Linked DNA regions of Hordeum vulgare: region 1 is linked to region 2. Evidence: chromatin contacts called from public Hi-C data. All regions are on one chromosome and are shown on one strand. The core of a region is the stretch at or near the end of the contact, and the rest is flanking DNA. Distances in the headings are between cores, read along the strand shown. Region 1 holds the start of LOC123401165 (zinc finger CCCH domain-containing protein 17). Region 2 holds the start of LOC123402276.

Region 1 (6,651 bases), core at 1,151-3,650, 180 kb before region 2:
TGAAATATTTGTCATTTTCTTAATAATATTTGTAGAATGGGAGTATACCAAAACGACAACATGTCTGATCTTAATTGAACAATGTAATGCTAAAGTACCATCTGTCGCGTGAAGCAAAATAAGTCCAGGTGACTGAAAATTATGCACATTAACAAACAAGAGATACTTCATGTTGAAACAAGATTGGGGATACCAAAATTACTATGAGAACTTCAACAGCAACAGTGAAATAACAGAGTTTCCATAGCATCAGAATTCATACACCATTTGTAAGTGTTACAGCAGTGAGGTATTTTATTTTATTTGTTGGGATTGGAGGCTTTCCACTACGGTAGATGATATATTTATTTTTCAAAATACCTGTTATAAATGTTCCACATGTTGGTTGAGATATCACCATAAAATGTACATGTAAACTCACAGTAAGTTATTGAAGTTAGCACCCACTCTAAAATCTAAAGTTATATGTGATGCAGGCCTGCAACACCCATAGTAACAGTGCCTAACCTGATGCAGATCTGCACAACCATTAGGTGCCAGCTTTGCTTGTATAGTTGCATTTATTTTGACTACACAGTAGCACAATTCTAAGGCATCATCTGTTTTACAGCTGACTCGTATCTCCAGATGAACTAATTACCAATATGCCTACCTCTTAAATTGATGACAAAAGTCAGAAGTGTATAACTATGTACAATACATGGGCCTACTTTGCTTGTGCATTGTAAACTTCCATGATCCACCATTAGAAGAAACAGAGAGTATAAAACAGATGTTGACCTAAAGTGATGGAAGTGTTACTACAAGCTAACAGAAATTCATGATCTGATGCATGCATCAAATCCTACTACATCAAGTGTATCTAAGAATGTGTGAACAACAGTGCACAAATTCTCAATCCTTACTCTAATGGTTTTATCCATTGAGCCAGAGTAAAGTCTCATGCCTCCTACTATTAACGAAACAACAGCAAGCTGGTGCCCGGTAAGAGAAGCAGCTGGCTCAAAACAATTTGTCACGGCGCTAAATCTCCATGCCAAAATCCTTCCATCCTACACCAAGTGTAATACGAGAGAATACATCATTAACAAAAAATATATTTGCCAAGACAAATGTTAGATCCAACGACAAGACAAAAGGAAGGAAGTTTACCTGTGTTGCCGCAAAGAGTAGCTCATTGCCAACTGCAAGTGCATAGACTTGTCCAGTCGGCCCGGTAAGGTTCATTTCTGCTTGAGTTTGCATATTCCAAACCTGCAGCGACAGTTCATACAGTCAGACACACATGTGGGACAGCAATAGCATTGGGTTAAAATCCCAAATCTCAAGCACCATTTCCTACCTTCACAGCATCAGGTATTCCAACAAACACCCATGGCCCCTCGCTGATCATGCACCCAACCTCACCCCCCACGGGGAGGACACCAGCACACTATCACACACCATATAGAAAACAAAGGTACTGAAAATTGTCATACAGAACACACAATCCTTCCAAGGATACAATTCAATGATGCCTCGGCTACCTGTCCAGTTTGACAATCCCAAAGGCGCACCGTTCCATCCTTACTCCCAGAATACAGCTTGTCTGACCCAGCAGGCAGTGCGATCCCTGTCACAACCTGAAGGAACGCACAGCATTTGATCAGCGACGTTTCGAATTTTACTAGACGGTCTTATCTGTAGATGAAGTACCTTCTCGTGGCCCTGGAGAGGGGTGAGCAGCGTGATGCTATTGCTCATGCAATATGTGTGGGGGTAGCGGCACTTCTCGCCGTAGGTGCAGTCTCCGGCGAGGAAGAACTTGCAGGGCCGGTCGGGCACCTTGTGCCTCACGCCACCGTCTGCACCTCCGGGGCCCCTCCCCCATTTGTTGTAGCCACCGCCGCCGCCGCGCCCCCCTCCTCCTGAGTTGGGGTTACGCCAGACGTGCCCACCAGGGCCATCCCTTTGGTTCGGGCGCTTGGTGGTGGCCGCCTCAGGGAGCTCGCTGTGGAGGAAGGGGCAGGGGAAGCGATTGCATCGCCCAGCGCGCCAATGGATGCAGACCTTGGTAGAGGAAGACGAAGAGGCGGCGCCGGGCGCCGGTCCGAGGCGGTTGTGCACGCGCTTGTTGCCGAAGCGGCCGTCGGCCTCGAAGTCCATGGGCGTCGCCTAGGGTTTGTTGGGCTCGGGAGGCGGCGCGGGCAGAGGAGGAAGTAGTCAGATGGTATTCGGGGTTTGACGGGAGCAGCGGCGGGGATGTTGAATTTATTTAGGAGGTAGGGTCGCGTGGAAGCGACGCGGCGAGGGCTCGCCGGAATGGATGGGGAGATCCGGATCGGAGCGGGGAGAGGAGGCGCTTACGGTGGCCCTGCTTTCCCCTTGGTCGGGTTTAGCTCGCGGGCGGAAGGTTGGGCCGGCTCCGGTTAATACAACGTGGCCGGTGCCCCGCAGGCTGGCAGACGCCGACGAAGCGAACCGCCTGATGGAAGTACATACACCATTTCGTTATGTACTCCCTCGGTAAACTATAAAAGTATTTAAAACACTATTTTAGTGATCTAAACATTTTTATATTAATTTACAAAGAAAGTATAAAGTAATACAAATGTCCGTGCGTTGCATTGGGCGAAATATTAAATATAATTTTCTTTATATGTTATTATGCAATATTATTTTAATCTAATTTTTGCAAGCATTAAAAGTAAGGTTACATTGAGTATTTCTTTTAGCCATGAAATTCGATTTTACTTATACAAACATTATAAAATAGGATCATCAGAATGATTATAATTTTAAATAAGTCCGGATAATTTTTTGTATAAATTATAAACAAATATTCATGAATGCGCTAGTGTTGGAGCACGTAGACATGCTCCTTAAAAATGATCTTGTAGTTCCCTATACTAACTCATGCTCCTTAAAAATGATCTTGTAGTTCCCTATACTAACTTTGAAGTTGACGGTTGGATTGTTCTGTAGTAACACTAAGTGATAAATTTAAGAAAGAGTTGGACATGGGAGACGGCGGGAGCTCGACTTTTATGAGCCGCCTAGTGTCCCATGTCCTATTCTACCTCGCTGACGGCCGGACGGACACTACGAAGGGCATATCTAGCCGTCGGGCATGGACACGACGGACCCGAACGAACCCCGCTTAATATTAGATTTATGTTGCATGTAATAATATAGATTTAAGGTTTCTAATTTAAAGTATCCGGTTATAGAACTCGTTATTTGAGGCTTAACTGATCAACGTCCGCAGATGCGTCCAGACGTTTCCATGAAAGTTAAAGAGGTCAGATTTGTTAAGTCCGGTTATAGATGCTCTATGAGGCGGTACAATCAAATAATTATAATGAACTAATGTGAAAAGGAACATCTAGCAAATAATAGTTTGTTGGAACGTCACGAACAACCGCATATAAATCCAACGGGGATGAGCACCGAAGTATCCAACAGCTTCGAGTCTGTGTACATCTACCAACAACTATTGATCAAAAAATAGCAATAGGCACTAAATCTCCACCGAGCTGCGCACTGCATGACCCTTATCCAAAACATCACCATTCCTCGTGCTGCTACATAGAAGAGGAGACAAGCGTTGATGCCTGGTCGTGCTCCTCACAACAGCCGCTCGTGCTGCACCCAAGAAGCACTCCAGTACTTAGTGCCCGACCGCGGTGGCAGCCACTGCCGGGATCCGTCCCTCCGTGCATCCCCACACCAGCACGCCGGCAAATCACCCACTGCACAACCATGGCGGGGCGGCCTGTTCAAAGCCGTCATCGATGTGCGCCTCTGCTGGGAGCCTGGTCATGGGTGCCACCATCTGGGAGTAGCAGCATCGGGGCCAAGCCGGTGTCCGGTAGCACTTCCCCCGCGGTGCGCGCTGAAGGCCACGGCTCGGGGCCAAGCCGGTCTTCGGTAGCACTTCCCCCGCGGTGCGCGCTGAAAGCCACGGCTGCACCATGAATGTCGCCTCCATTGCGGACTGGTGCGTTGCAGAACGCCTTGCCATCAATGGGACATCGCGTCGCGGAGCGAATTGAGCGACCACGCTAGCAGGAGCCGAGAAGGTCGCGGCCGCGAGCTCTGTCGTCCGTCGTCGCCTCCTAAAAAGGAGCGACCTTCATGCTCTGTTTCGCACGCGTTGCCGCTTCTCTGACTCGTCTCATCCTGGCAAGATTCTACCCTCTCCCCATCTCTCACCATCGCGAACTCTGGATCCGGCGCCCCCAACCTTGACAGCCTTCCATGCGCCTCTCAGAGCCTCCTTCGCCCGGATCCGTCTGTTGGCAGCCATCTATCGTCGTTCTCCGGGGTCAAAGCCGTTGTGCCATCCAGATTGTCGCGTCGTTGTTCTGGAGGTCCGGCTCCGGCGACCGCCCCTCTCCGGCTCACACGCACACTCTCTCTCTCTCTCTCTCAGTCCCCCCTTCATCGGGCCGACTCTCTCGGCCCTCTCTCCCCTGCCGTGAGCCTTCGGCCATCCCCTCCACCTCCGGCCCTCTCGGTCTCTCCTGCACGAGCCCCCTCTAGGCGCTCTGCCTTCGGCCTACCCGCCCCCCTGTAAGCGCACAACGCCCACTGGCCTCCTAGTCGTGAAGCCTCATGCAACACGCTCGCCGACGAGCCGAGCAGAAGTTATTCCCCTTTCCACCTTCTCTGCCACTAGAGAAGATAGAACAAAGGAGTGCGGGTGGAATTCTCACAAGATGCATGGGTTAATTTGCAAAACGGAAATGTTTTCTCAGATACCACTTAAACAAGGACTGTGGGTTAAACACCTAAAATCTCAAGTGCCTTTTTGCAAAACTACCTTGACGACGTACGGCAGAAGTAGTAGCTGCTTTATTATTAGGGAGAGATGAAAAAGAAAATTTTCGGTTTTGATAGACACGTTTTCCTCCTGTTATATATACTTATAAAGCAACCATGGCAGACAGTGCATATAACCGAACAATATAAGGTGGTGAAGAAGAGAACGGACGTTTCCAGGCCGAGCTCCATGGAAATCGAAATTAAAAAAAATCAATTTTTTATTTCAAAAAAATCTAAAAAAATATGCAAGTAAAGAAGAATATTATGTATATGTGTGTAAATTTTTAGGATGAAATACCTTAAAATACAATCTGCACAAAAAAGACAAATTCATGGTCTGAGACGATGAATAGTATCATGTGTTAAAAAAATCAAATTTGTCTTTTTGTACAGGCCTTATTTTAACGTATGTTTTCTGTAAATTTACACACATATGTGTTACGCCGTCACTTATCTCTGTATTTATTCAGATTTTTTTAAAATATAAAAATATGAATTTTTTTGAATTTTGGATTTCATATTTAAAGGTCATCATGGAGGTTGAGCTCCAAAAGCAATTTTCCACATGAAGAACCCTTATACAAGCCGATTTCAGAAATCAAACCATGCAGAACACACACGACTACACTACTAAAAGAGAGCGCGTGAAGAACTGAATACAACGCCACACAAAGCCCTAATGACATCTCCAATGACGACCCGCAAACCGTTCACATTCGTCGTGCGGTCCAGACATGTTGTGTCATCCAACACAGGCTTCTATCGGTCTGCACGGCAGTCCAGACGCACTTTCTCCCGCAAACAAAAGACATACGTGGGGGGCTTTGCGGGGGTCCGGACAACACCCACTCCCGCTTCTGACCGCTCTGGCCCACCCAAATCCCCTCCTCCTCGCCTCGTGCGTTATGTTTGGTGCCAGTTGCCCGCATTCGTGTTGATGTAGAGCACGCCGCTCCTATAGGATCAAAAGTATGTCTAGGAGGATAGTTAGACTACTTGACCAAACTAAAACTTAACATTTTCCTAAATTTACCAGGTGACAAGTTTTAGCGATTCTACTAAGTCTAGCACACCCTACACATGCAAGACTATGAATATAGCAGCGGAAAGTAATGACATTGCAAGTGTAAGTAAATGAGGGTAAGGAAGATCAAGCGAATGAAGACACATAGATTTTTGACATGGTTCCGATAGATAGTGCTATCGTACGTCCACGTTGATGAAGCCTTCAACCCATTAAGGGTAACGGCTCTACGAGTCCACGGAAGGCTCCAGCTACAAACGGTCCACGAAGAAGCAACTTTGTCTATGCCATCATGGCTTACGTCCGTGAAGGACTAGCCTCACTCGGGGTAGATATTCACAAGGTAGATGATCTCCTTGTCCTTACAAACTTCTTGGTTCAACTCCACATGATTTGGAGGCACCCAAGCGACACCTAACCAATCTAGAAGACAACACTCTCCAAAAGGTAATACATGGTGTAGGAATGATGAACTCATTGCTCTTATGCTTTAAAAATAGTCTACTCAACACTCATTCACTCTCTCGTAGAATTTGGATTGGTAGAAGAGGATGATTGGGTGGTAAGCAACTTGGGGAGGCTAGAAATCAACATTCATATTATTAAAATGGAATATCTTGATCGCAACACATGAGTAGGTGGTTCTCTCTCAGAAAATGAATGATGGAAGTGTGAACATTTTCTGAGCGCTCTCTCCTCAAAAGATAGGGGGTGGGTGGTATTTATAGCCATCTCCGAAAATCCAACTGTTACAACATTGCTGCCCAACTCGATGAGACCAAAATAAAAAAACACGATTCTACCGATTAGTGCAAAATCTA
Region 2 (6,606 bases), core at 2,377-4,876:
CCGGCCACTGGAGCCTCGCCCATCTGCCGCCGCATCGGAGCTCGCCGGTCACCGGGCCACTCTGCCTCGCTGGATCCCATCCCGTGCCGCCGCCCTATGCAGCCGCCGCCCTCTACGCCCCGCTGGTGGATCTCCTTGCCCCGGTACCGCCTCGAGCCGCCTCCGTTGGGAACGGATCCATCTCGGCTGGATCTGCCTCGCCCTTGCCCCGTCTGTGCCGGATCTGCCTCGCCCTTGCCCCGTCCGTGCAGGATCCGCATAGAGACGGCTGAATTTCGCCTCATCGCCAGGTTCCGTCGCCTCCCTGCGCTCGGGAGCAGAGGAGCATGATGAGCGCTCGCCTCGTGTTGACCCCGCGCGTGGGCCGGTCCAGCAACCACCGCCGCGACCTAGGCCTGCAGCCTCCCCTGGGCCAGCGTCCAGGCCGACCCATCTCCAGCCTTCACAAACTGAGCTAAAGCCCATGGGTGAGCCTCTCCTCAGCCTATTCCTCTCCTTGTGCGACGTGTTACTATGTTGCGCCCGATGCACTATTTAGATTCGGCCCATAGCATTTAGTATTTTTTTCCTACGTTCTTAGTATTTTCAAAATTAGGTCCAATTTTCAAACGATCGTAGGTATTAAACGTGCGTCGGATCGCGGCAATTTATATATGTATCTTGTGTAGTTTTGCGCGTAGTACAATATTTTGCAACTTGCATGCGTGTTTGGAGTAGTTTAAACTGTCGTTTGCCTAGATTTACGTGTTGTCCTATTAGGGTTAATATCCCGTAGATAATTTTGCGCGTGTCCGGATTGTTCAAATCCCATAGATAAATGTTCATGTTGTTTGTAGCCCCTTGCATGTATTTTAGAAATAGTTGTCTCGCTATTTTCATGTAGGTGGCATCAATACTTTGTTATGTCGTGCTTAGGACATATCCTCACATATTTGTGTGGCGTTAGTTTTATTTTTCAACCCCACATATTATATATGTTTTTGAAGTAGAAAAATCCATAGAATTCAATTGTGCATTTGGTTTTGACTTTCGAGTAAGTTTGTGTGCATGATATTTTTGCCATGTTGCCCTCTTGTTTATTTTGTGAGATTTATCCCGTGGGTGATATGCATGAGTTGTGAACTAGAGATATGCCCTTGGATATGTATGCTAGCCCCTGGTAATTTTGGTTGCAATAGAAATCCATGTTTAGGTGTTGTTTGCTTGTTGCCAACATGCTAGAAAATAGTGTTGTTTTGGAGATGCTGAAATATTTCTAAGTCTGAGATCTGTAATATTTTGTTGATGTGTTGCTATGAGTTTGGCTAGTGATCTACAGCTCCTTTGAGGTTCGTGCAATGGAGTTATTTGTAGTGCATAAGATTCTATAGCATGCTGTAAATTTTCATGTCATTCGGTGCCCTGTAGCATATAGTTTTGCTGCTGTCAATATGCCTTCAGATCGTAAACTGCATTGTCAATAGTGTTATTTTCACTAAGTCTGAAACTGTGTGCGAGATGCCATTTTGTGAGTTCTTTTCCTGGTGTTCCATGCTGCCATGCTAGATGTTATTAGTAGTATGTTGTAGTGCATCTTGTCCTCTATCGTCTGATGTCTTGTTTGAGCATTTTAGAGTTAAGTAGCTTGCTATTTTAGGGTGTAGAATATGCCATGTTGCTGTATTGCGTAGATTGTAGCTATTTCTTGTTTAGCTTGTATTTGTTGAACCGTTTCTCTGTTTTGATCGTGTCTTATATGAAACTTGCTTAGAATCTCGTGTAGGTTCTTATTTTCTTGCTGCTTGCATGTTTTGGAGTGCTTGTGACTGTCATAGCATACATATTGCATTCATGACATCATATCTTGCAGTGTTCGTACCTTTTGAACCGTAGCTCCGTTGGAGATGTTCCATATATGTAAATGGACTAGGACGACGTGTAGTTTCACATGAATCCCTTGGTTTTGACGTTTAACAAACATAAAATGTGATTAGGAAAAATCTGGACAGATTTAGAAAGTAACACATGGGGTCATTTCGGAGATGCTATATAATGTTTCCGACCTTATTTAAAAAGCCTAGATTGGTAGATTAATTACGCTTCACCTCTTTCCATGTTTAACAACATTTAATATTGCCGTGTATGTAAACCAGAGTGAACTAAATAATTCGTATGTGGAGCTTCGTCAATATGCAACTCGTTGCATATTGAGCTTCACTTAATGTGTAGTGTTTGATTGTTGTGAATTGCCATGGCATGCCTTGCATTAGACTGATCATGCATCATATGTGTTGTGCATTATGTCGTGCATGTGCCGTGGTGAATATCGTGTGTTGATCCTTGTTTCCGGCTTGCTTCGTCTCGATAGAGTTCCGACCGCTTCGGAGTGTGAGGGTCCGTTTGACTACGTCGGCTCGTCTCCTTCACGGAGTGGTTCTTCTTACAAGCGGGATCTCAGGCAAGATGACCATTTTCCTAGATACCATTACTATCATTGCCATGCTAGTTGTTTCGTTTCTATCGCTATGTCTCGTTGCCTACCACCTGTTAAATATCAGCATCTCAACATTGCCATGAAAACCTTCAACCTGTTCACAACCTAGCAAACCACTGATTGGCTATGTTACCGCCATTGCAATAATGTTTGCGCAAGCACCATCGCTAAGTCTGGAAGTTAGTTTAGGAGAGGATGTAGATTGTGGTCTGCATCGAGACATCTGAAATATGGTGGATCATGTGTTGGGTTCGTGGTTCATGGTTGTCTGGGATGGTTTCCTCGACGACGTCTTAGTCGTGGATGGATGCCGAATCTGGAGTCCGATGGCTTGTCTGGGGTGTTGCCCAAGTCTAATTCGTTCAACGACAATGGCTTTGCCTTGGGTGAACTGCATATCAGCGACAATGGCTTTGTCTGGGGCTTTGCCATCTTGGAGGTCCGCAAAGCTGCATATCAGCGATGTAGCCGCATCGAACTCGGGTGAGGATGTGATCCGTCATTATTTACTTTGATGGCTGTTGTGGTGGTGTCAGAGGGAGGTGATGTGCGATGGTGTCAAGCTCAAGGGATTCTTTGGTCTTGCTTATAATTTTCTTTCTTACACTAGTGTTCCTTTATGCAAAGGTCAACGTTCTCGTGTCTTTTCAGTTTTATCAAGTCAGTGTACACATGACATGACTTGTAAACCTAAAACTTCAAATATCACTATCAATGAATGCCCGAACAATTCTAAGCTAACATATGCACCATACTATGATTCTTTTGATATAAATGACACACGTTACCATGCAAAGAGAAAACTCTGAAGTTTTACATGTACTTTGCATCCAACCAGAACCTAACAAGGGATAGCGAATCATACCGTGGTTGGATAGTTATGAGGACAGTGATATCCCTAACCCATCAGGGTTCTAATCCCGATACTTGCATTCTCTTTGAATTTCATTTCAGTATTTTGAACGATGTCCGTCCAGCGAGAGAAGACGTTTCCGTCGACTATGTGGTATGTGTAATGACTTCAGTCTTAAAACGATATTCTAGATTAGTCTGTTAAGGATGTTCATGGGATGATAGCACGCGTGTGTTCATATAAAAAAATTGAATGTGCATATCTATACTGTGTTTAAAAAAAAAGACTAATAAGCGATAAGGTTTCCGTAGGTCCATCGCACAGCCACAAGTCCGGGTCCCTCTTCTTCATCGCTGCAGCTGCGCAGACTCCAAATGGCAAGGCCAGGCGGTATCAGCACCTCCTCGTGGAGCCTTCCAGGCCCAGCCCTGCAAAAGCTCGCTAACCCCAGGAAACCATGCGCCTCCGGTTCACGGGCAAGACCTTTACATCCGCGACCCAGCGGCAAACACGCGGTCTCGGCGGCATCCACCGGCCAAGGCGAGCAGCAACCTGCCCCTACCGTCGCGGCGCCGCGGGCTCGGCCCGATGCCGACACGTTCAGCGTCGAGTTCCTAACGCGCGAAGGCTGCCGGCTCGGCATCTCCCGGTACCCGGACTTCGCTTACAACGCACAGGGCGGCCGCGGCGTGGGCGCCGGGCGTGTCGCGAGCGGCGCGGCGGATGGCACGATACTCGTCGATTTTGACGTGTCGAGCCTGTACATCCCGGCGATGTCCGGCGCCACCACCAGGTTCCTAGGGCTGCCGCTGCCGCCGTTCCTCAAGATCGACATCTTGCCCGAGGCTCTGCGCGGGAGCATCGATCGGAAAACTGGTCAGGTAACCTTTGCACTGCGTCCATGTGTTGTTACTTGTTACCAGTCCATATAAGAGCATCTTCACCATGCGCCCAATGCGCGGCCGTACAAAAAATCAGTCTAAAGCGTACACATATTTAATTTTAACGCCCCGGTGAACGCTAACTTCAACGAAAACCGTAAAATTTGACGCGCGTTGCATTACAGCAGACGCGCAAAAACTTAACTCTTGCAACATGCATTTTTAATCAAACATAGACAATTCAGACGATACATAGCATAATTTTAAAACAATACAAGCATAGTTTTTAAACGATACATATCATAGATAGCCTAGATAGATAGAAAACGATGAAAAATGATAAAAAAATACATAGCATAGACAGATAGTCTAGATAGATAGAAGTCTACTTCTCGTCATCCTCGGACTCCGACGCGTCGGTGTTCAATTCCTCCATCGTGATGAAGGTGTCAACCGAGTGTTCATCATCGAAGAATCAAATCGACGATTCCTTCAGGTCCATCTAAAAGAATGCGACTTGCTTCCGCTTATGCCTATCTTCGCGGTAGGCGGCTTACTCCGCCCTCCGTTGCACGAAGAATTCACGTTCTTTGAGGACGTCATGCGAGAACTGTCGGCGCCACTTCGCCTTGGCATGCTTGTCCATCTCTGCAATGCTGAGGCGGCGCTGCTGCCTCCGGTTTCGACGACGGTCCTCTTCGATGACAACCGTGGACGAGGCACGAGGTTCTGTGCCCACTCCATCGTCATCACCTTGGGAAAACTCATCTTCCTACGAGGCTTGTTGAGGCATCATGTTGCCGCATCATACGCGCGGGCGGCATCCTCGACGGTTTCAAACGTGCCGAGTCCGAGGCGTATGTCGCCGGATCGGATATCGGCGTAGAAGGTGGCGGAGGGGGGCGCGTGGACGCCGCGGTAGCCCGAAGTTCCTCGGCGACGCGGCGGCGAGGCGAAAAAAGAGGCAGAGGGGCGCGTGGCGAGACGAAGGAGGGCACGTGACGAGACGAGGGAGGGTGCGTGGCGAGGCAAGGGGGCGACGGTTTCATCGGAACGGCGCGCGGCGGGGGCTGCATTTTATAGATGCGTTGGACGGCGTGCATCAGCTCGCTCGCTTTTCCGCGCACGTGCAATTGTTTTCCGCATGCCTGATTTTACCGTCTTTGTTGGAGCGCGTGAAATCGTCCCTCACGCATTAAAGTAGAGTTTTACCGCACACGTTTTTTAACACGGCATCTTGGAGATGCTCTAACGGATTTCTTTTTTGGGAGCGACGATAAGAGATTTAGTAGTTTGCCTGCGACCAGGGTATTTAGAAGAAGTTCTTGCTTGGAATTTATATGGCCACAGAAAACGATCATGATCATGGCATGACCTATGCATGCGTATACACGTTTCAGGTCGACCTGAAGTTCAGGTCGAGGTTCTGTTTCACGGTTGGGAGCATCTATGAAGCTCCGCCGTTGTTCGTCGACACAACACTGACGTCTGAGGAGTCCAGTGGAGCCATAAGACGTGGAACTGGCGAAAGATTGGACGGTGGAGGGAGATGCAAGCTGGTCGGGGTGGCCGTCCTCGACCCCATCGATGATGTATTCATGAACACCTTCCTCAACCTGCCAACAGAGTGCATTGCTTATTTGAACGCCACCATCTCCATCCCCGGCGCTGCATGATCGTGCCAGTTTGGTGGTCTAGAAATCTCGGATGCTTGGTGAAACGCCTAAATCACACAAAGGAAGATCATCGAGTCCTTGTTGCTGGGCGAATAATTAACTGTATATAAATTATTACAAGTATGTTGAAACGGGAAACAAATATTTTGATGTTGTCACCGTGATTTATCTGTCATTTTATTGTTAATTGGGAAGTTCACTCAGATTAACCGGCTCAGCTCTCTCCACAAGAGGTATTACATGATCATGTGTCTTTCTTACTTTTTGAATCCGAGACAAAAGATTTGCCTCGTATTAATTAAGAAAGAATAGAGTTTGAATTACACCTCGCAACTGAAAACAAAAGAGTGTTACTCTCCCGATATGTTGTTGCCCAATTTCTTCGCCCTGGCAGATACCCAAAGGATGGCTTCATTCTTGATGTTGTTGAGCAAAGCTGTTGGAGGCACACTCTTCCGTCGAAAGACCCGAGCGTTCCGTTCGTTCCAAATGGCCTATATCATTAGCATGATGAGGGAGGCCATGACCTTCCGGTGGGGTGTGATCTTGCTTGATCTATTACCTATCATGCTTTAATGGAGCCGTCAAGCTGCCAACTAGATGAGTTAAGGTCTTCTAAATGTAGTCACTCATTGACCATATTCCATAGGCACTCGATGAATCGGCATTTGACGAAAAGGTGTAGCCCAAATTCTTGTTCTATTTTACATAGGGGCAGAGATG

Evidence for each region. A called contact is a pair of places that touch in the nucleus more often than the background predicts.
Region 1: a Hi-C map of seedling shows a contact between it and region 2, with 5 times the contacts expected there. The contact joins the promoter of LOC123401165 here to the promoter of LOC123402276 in region 2. A contact is called at or near these places in 2 of 6 Hi-C or Micro-C datasets (leaf and seedling).

The regions. Positions count from the first base shown.
Region 1 is chr6H:440,110,188-440,116,838 of MorexV3_pseudomolecules_assembly, reverse strand. It overlaps LOC123401165 (zinc finger CCCH domain-containing protein 17), which reads right to left and starts at 2,400. Exons shown (of 9, transcript XM_045094896.1): 1 at 1,696-2,400; 2 at 1,527-1,622; 3 at 1,343-1,432; 4 at 1,153-1,254; 5 at 906-1,052. The coding sequence starts at 2,145.
Region 2 is chr6H:439,928,187-439,934,792 of MorexV3_pseudomolecules_assembly, reverse strand. LOC123402276 reads left to right here and starts at 3,626. Exons shown (of 2, transcript XM_045096177.1): 1 at 3,626-4,207; 2 at 5,608-6,086. The coding sequence starts at 3,701. The coding sequence ends at 5,883.